Linked DNA regions of Mus musculus: region 2 is linked to region 1. Evidence: chromatin contacts called from public HiCAR-type data. All regions are on one chromosome and are shown on one strand. The core of a region is the stretch at or near the end of the contact, and the rest is flanking DNA. Distances in the headings are between cores, read along the strand shown.

Region 1 (3,216 bases), core at 394-2,893:
CGTTTTTCTACAGCCTCACCTTGATGGAAACAACATCATCTGACGGGCTCGAGGTAAACCGAGGCACCTGTGGAGCCTAACCCACAAGCCACTCCGCTGGTTACCCAAAGGTGGAGATGTTTTAATTCAAGGAGGCTATCACTTAAATATTACTTTCCGGTTACTGGAGCAAGTGGGTCGTTGGGTTCTTTCTCGACTGCCCAAATGAGTTCTCCTATGGGGCCTGGCTGTGTTTTCCTGCTCTAAATTGTTAGGAACCATAGTTTCCAACTTTAGAGAGGGATTGAGCTACTTGCTCAAGGTCAGCAGCCAGTGAGTTGGCAGGAAAGTGCATGTTTGAATCCAGCCTTTACACCGGGGCCTCTCTCCTGGCATCCCTTTCAAGCTGCACCATAAGGGCTCTGCTGCCACCTTTCCCCCTTTGCATCGCAGCAGATACACTCCAGGTCGCCCAATGGAGTGTCACATCCACACAGACCATGGCTCTGATCTTAAGCCAAGATGAGCAGCTTCCTGGGTCTCAGGCTGGTGTGCAGGCCAAAGCCTCTCAACACCTCCCTGACTCTGGAGTCATGCTCTCTGTTCCTACCCTACACTTGGTTGTAAGTTCCTTTTAGTGTTCGCAGACACACTCTGGCCCCCCAAAACTGCCGTAGCTTCAATTCACCCTATATGTCCTGCCTTTTGGGACCACAGTTTCTCAGTTGGAATTAGTTAAGTAACCCGCACGGAGTGATACAGCTGGCAAGCGCTGCTAACAAGAGGAGGCCGGAGATGCACCCAGGAAGACCCTGGCATCCTATATTCAACGGACCTGGGTGGGACTCTGGGTCAGCTAAAGAGGGTGGAGAGAGGAAGGGAGAGAGAGGGAGAGAGAGAGGCAGAGATGGAGAGAGAAGAGAGATTGCTTACCTTGCCGCCTGGCGGCGCGGCCACGCAGCGGCTGAGCGAGTCGAGGCGCGCGCTGTACTCGGTGAACTTCTTCTGGTAGCGCAGCGCGGTCATCTGCAGTTCGAGCTGCGCGGCGGCCAGCTGCGCCACCAGCGACTTCTCGCGCTTGCCGGCCCGCAGCGCCTCCTTCTTGAGCGCCTTGTGCAGCGCGCCCAGGCGGGCCTGCAGCGCTCCGTTGTGCGCCCGCAGAGCCCGCGCGCAGCAGTGGCCGCCCGCCCGCTGCTCGCCGTGCGTCAGCGGCAGCCCGCAGCCCTCCTGGCAGCGACCCACGGGCCGCGCGTCGCACGCGTCGCGCATGTGGGCCTCCACGTCGCGTCGCAGCAGCAGCTGGCCGCAGCCCGCGTGGCGGCAGCGCGCGGGCGCGAAGTCGCAGCGCTCCAGGTGCTCGGGCAAGTCCTGCAACTTGACCACCCGGCCGCAGCCCCGCGCCGCGTGCGCGCACTTGATGTCCAACTTGAGGATGAGACGCTTGAGGGGCAGGACGTGGTTGAGCTCCTTGGCCGATAGGCGACCGCGACAACGCGCGGGGCAGCTGCCCTCCTGCACTACCCAGGGCAGCACGCAGCCGGCGCAGAATACGTGGCCGCACGGGGTGGTCAGCGGGTCCTCCAGGACCTTGTGGCACAAGGCGCACTTCAGATCAGGGTCCACGTCGCCGTCGAAGCGATCCAACTCGAAACCCATGGTGGCGGCCGGGGCCCGGTGTCGCCGCCGGGCGACCGGCCGCCCCCTCCCTCCCTCCCTGCGAGGCGGCCCAGACACGCCGGCTACGCCGCCCGCTCTCTAGCTCGCTCTCCCAGGACTGAGCCTAATTGCTCCAGACTTCCTCGGAAAATGCCCGAGGAACAGGACTCCTCCGGCCGTATTGGCTCGAGCGCAAGCGCACTAACATCCTGCCTCTGGGGCCTCACGACCCTCTTTTGGCCATAGGGAGGGGGCCTCGAGGCACAAGAGGCTGAGTTTGACCACAAAGCAAGGAGACCTGCCAGAGACCGGAGATGGGCCCCCTCTTAGGGTCTCCTCTCCGCTTTCTTGGAGGATTCTCTAAGAGACAAAATACGCCAGCAGAGAGCATCTCCCTCGGTTTGGAGCTGCGTCTGTGGCTCTCGCCCACAGAAGTTTCCTGCCACATCAGGACTTTTCATTCCCCACCTCCTTCTTTCTCCTGTGTCTGCCTTTTAGAGTGAAAAATATCTAAGGCCCTGCTATCTCTGTATTTACGGTCGTTATTTATTTATTTCACTCGGGGGAAAGTTACAGCGGCTGCTGGACGCTCAGGCTGAAACTTTGGTCCCAACCAGAAGATCTGCAAACTGCAGTGTTTAGCAGCTAGAGGTTTCCAGGACCAGAAGGCGAATTTGCAGGAATCAGATCTCCCCTCCAGCTGTCTGGATGGGACAGGCCAGAGTGGTTGGCTGGATCCCATTCTTACACCTCTATAAAGAGGGCACTACAGTACCTCAAGCATTTTGCTCAGTTTCTAAACTGGTCCCTTAAAAAAAAAAAAACAAAAAACAAAAAACAAAACAAACAAACAAAAAAAACAAAAAACAAAACAAACAAACAAAAAAAAAAAAAAACAGCGCTACAATGTTGCGAGAGCATACTTTAGCTCCACTTGAAAACTATTGCCCCCACCCCCCCCCCAACCCCCGCCCCGTTACTGGAGCCTTGACTCTGGTGGTTTAAGAGATGGAGGAGTTTAAAACTTCAAGTCCCTGTAGCAACGCCTACCCCAGCCAACTTGCCAACAACATCCCTTCAGCTTGTTTTTGTTGTTGTTTTGTTTTCCTTAAATTAATTTATTTATTTATTTATTTATTTATTTATATGCTTATTGTTTTATCTCCATTTTCCCACTGGAGCAGTTCAAAGAATCGCTCTTTGAACTGAATCAAAGACAGGCTATTTGAGAATTTTGGGTCCTTTCAGATTGTGAACCAATGGTTCACCAGGAGCTTGAGTGTGTATCCGCGCTAAAAGAGCCTACCAGCCACGGAGAAGCTGCTGGTCTCTACACAGCCTGGATTTTAGCTTGATGGAAAAACCCTTGCCGTCTGGACCTTTCTCTTCTACTCCAGAGAAGCTTTTCAAGCCCAGTAGCAAGCCTGGCACTGGGTGGAAACACCACTTGGGGGATACCAGGCTAAGTGGAAAGTTCATAATGTGGGATACCAGTCTAAGTAGAAAGTTCATAACATTACCCATGCCTTTGGTAGTTTTTGTTTTTGTTTTACTACCTCCCAAGGCTGTAGACATTCCTAA
Region 2 (3,216 bases), core at 496-2,995, 2.1 Mb after region 1:
GATCTTCTTCATTGACTTTCTCCAGTGTTTATTAACACAGAGAAAACTGGGAAATGTCTGTATCTCTCCCCTTTCTTCAAATCTGCGTGCTTATTTTTCTTTCTTTCTTTCTTTCTTTCTATCTATCTATCTATCTATCTATCTATCTATCTATCTATCTATCTATCTCTGTATTTATCTATCTATCTACCTACCTACCTACCCATATACCTAGCTAGCTGCACACATTTTCCTATATTCTGCCCATCAATCTATTGATCTTAATGTGTCCATAAAACAAATGCCAGTGAAGAGAAAGCTGAGTCTTTAAAGGTTCTGTGTTTCTCTGGCCAAAATAGAGTTTTCTGTTTCTTTTGCCCAGGAAATGCCACCCCAGAAAGTGGTAAATTTGAGACCAACTTGGCTTTGTATCTCTCCTGGGGCTCCTAAATCTTGGAAATGGTTTCCTACAGGCTCAGTATTTTCCTTGTTGGAATTTATTTCAGTTTCCTTTGTTTCTACTTTAGAAAACATGCCGCATGAATAATGATGCCTCCGGCAGAGGAATCACTCCAGTAGCACAGTTTAAACCTAGGACACATCCTGCCCTCACTTGCATTTCTAATATGCCAGCACAGTCAGTAGGAATTGTGCCCACACACGAACTAACAGCCTTGAGCCCTCAAGGTTAGAAATTATGAACATGGAAAGGCCCATTTATTCATTTCAAAACATTTGATGTAACTGCTTCTGAGGCAGAATCCCAAGTCTCCGTCCTTCTTGTTGATCCCAGTCATGACATCCAACTCTGAGGATAGCACAGAGCCATAAATGTCCTCATTGTTTAGTGCACTAGATGAGAACAAGACAAGACTGTAAGATCAAACCTCCGTGGAGTAAAAGTTAGAAGTCAGTAATTCCATTACTGTCAAAGAGCACTTACATGCAACAGGATTTTTTTTTTAAAGCAACATTGTATGAACATTTTCGAAAGTATCATCAATGTGTGGAAGAAAAAAAATAATGAAAGAGTGTGCTCACCAGTTAGATTGCCAAAGTTTGTAGCCCCTCTTTACTGCACCCCTAAAACAAACATCATGTTTGCTGGTAAAAAGAGATACATACAACATCAGGAGTGGGCTTTGGCGCTGGGAATAAGCAAGGAAAGCTTGTATTCTATAGCGCTGTATTAATAGAGAGTAAATAGGAAAACGTCACTGATCAATCTGGAGAAGTCCAGATGGTAGTGGGGCACAAATTGTACATTAGATAACAGTAGAAGAGCTTTTTAAATTTATGCCTGCACTGATTTGACAGCTAATGGAGATGGTTCTTTTGTAAATTAAATTGCAAGTCCCATCGCCCTCCTAAATAAAGAAGCAAAACCGGCAAGACTTTAAGAAAAAAAAAAAAAAAGTGGTACAAGGTACCACACCCCTCAGCCATACAGCAAAGGGTAAAAGAGACTGGGAGCCTGTGTGTGGAATGTGGACAGAGGAGGGTGGACCAGGGAGCAGAGGGGAGGGGTTTCTTTTCGGTTTCTCAGTGGCAAGGCGAACCCGGCAGCTACCCTGTCTCTTTGAGGGCTTAGAGATGTTAAAAATGACAAGCAAAGTTTTCTCTTTGTCCCTCGCTTTTCATAAAACCAAAGTCTCAAGCCTGTAGCTGCCTCTTGTCCCAAGGGAGTGTGTGTAAGAGGGAGGGAAAAGAAGCCGTGTGGGTGAGGGTGGCAGAGCAGATCCCGGGGACAGCAGAAAAGAGGCGCGAGCTAGTCGTCTCCGGCAGGAGGGCGTGGATACCGGTACAAGCTCGAACAGGTCCAGCCTTCTGGAGACCTGTGCCAACAGCAGGAGGGGGCAGACGGGATCTCTGTGGGCAGATCGGGGTGTGGATCAGCGGGAAGCGCCCAACTAGAAACTCCCTTGGATTCTCCAAGAGGCGCTGGACCTCGTTGGTCCCCTTTGCCCCAGTGATCCAGCTTTAGGAGAAGTTTTCCCAAGAGAAGGTACCAGACAGATCGGATGTCAAGAGGCGGCTCAGGTGAGTCTATTTGCGCGTGCCTTACAAGAAATGGGACTCTCTCCATCTGCCCTTTAGTCAACTCTTTGAGGGAGGTGGAAGGAAATCAAGGGCTTGCTCCTGGGAGAAGAGCAACTCTTTATGAAAGGGAAATGGTGCACATCCCTGGGTTCCGTCCTTGCCCAAAATGGGAGTGGCTCAAGGTCCCTTCCCTAACCTGAGAAGAGGCGCCACCTTTCGTAGCACCGCCGCAGGTGGCTAAGGCTGGATTTTTTGACAGCTCCAGGTCAGTGGATGGAGTAAACAAGCTTCGGGGACCCCTGCACCTCCAAGCTGCCAACCTTCGGTAGGCTGATTTGTCTTTCTTCCAACATAGCCACCGCCCGCCTCCTTACCTTAGGGAGAGGATGCATACCCTCCATAGACCATAGCCTTCAGGGAGTGGGGGGCAAGTACTACATTTCTCTCCACTAACCCCCTATAGGTGTTGGGGTCCAGACTTTCTAACCCCAGCCCCAAATTCCCTATCTAGCTGTTAAGTCTCTAGAGATGCATCTTGCTTGCAGTGGTGTTCCCTAAATGCCTACAGCTTGGAATGAATGATCGATCTGTGAACTGCCAGCTTAGGGAAAAGATAGAAGCAGAGCACTCCATCTCAACCGAACACGGTGGGGGCTAGAAGGCAGGTCGGGGGGTCCCCCGGTTGCCATGACTCCCTTGTAGCCAAGCCCCGGGAGCTAGGGATGCCAGTCACGGACAGTCCCTTTTTCCTCTTTGTGCCTCTCCTATCCTCTTTCTCTGTCTCTTCCTATTTTTTCCTCCCGTGAGTGAAAGTGTGCGTAGGGAGAGAGCAGGGAGCAAATGATTGATTTGGAGAAAGAGGATTGGAGCCGAGAGGCTGGGGAAACCTGGCTGTCTTCATCCCTGGGTCCCTTGGCTGAGAAGAACCTCACTTTCTCAGCGAGGGGCAGAGCTGAGGAATTCCTGTGAAAAATCTGGGGCGGGAGGAGCAGCGGCACCATGATTCAGGTATTGGAGACCAAAGCAGCGAGGGAGCTGGGTGGGTGGTCTGCGGTCGGGTTGAGAGGATGGGCGGGGAGTGCGAGTAGCCAGCAAGCACGAGCAGGTGTGCGTGGCACTGAGCGGCTGGGCGGGGAAGGAGCTTCCGACTCTGCCTGGGGAGAAAGGAGATCAATACCGCCCCGCAGGCCAGAACTG

What was found. HiCAR-type assays count read pairs that join an accessible place to other places.
Region 2: a contact with region 1 is called in a HiCAR-type map of astrocytes, with 12 times the contacts expected there. The contact joins the promoter of Chl1 here to the promoter of Pdzrn3 in region 1. A contact is called at or near these places in 1 of 39 promoter capture datasets (hippocampal neurons) and 1 of 115 datasets of contacts at active chromatin or transcription factors (astrocytes).

Annotation. Positions count from the first base shown.
Region 1 is chr6:101,376,254-101,379,469 of GRCm38.p6, forward strand. It overlaps Pdzrn3 (PDZ domain containing RING finger 3), which reads right to left and starts at 1,644. Exons shown (of 10, transcript NM_018884.2): 1 at 913-1,644. The coding sequence starts at 1,635.
Region 2 is chr6:103,509,131-103,512,346 of GRCm38.p6, forward strand. It overlaps Chl1 (cell adhesion molecule L1-like), which reads left to right and starts at 1,746. Exons shown (of 27, transcript NM_007697.2): 1 at 1,746-2,019.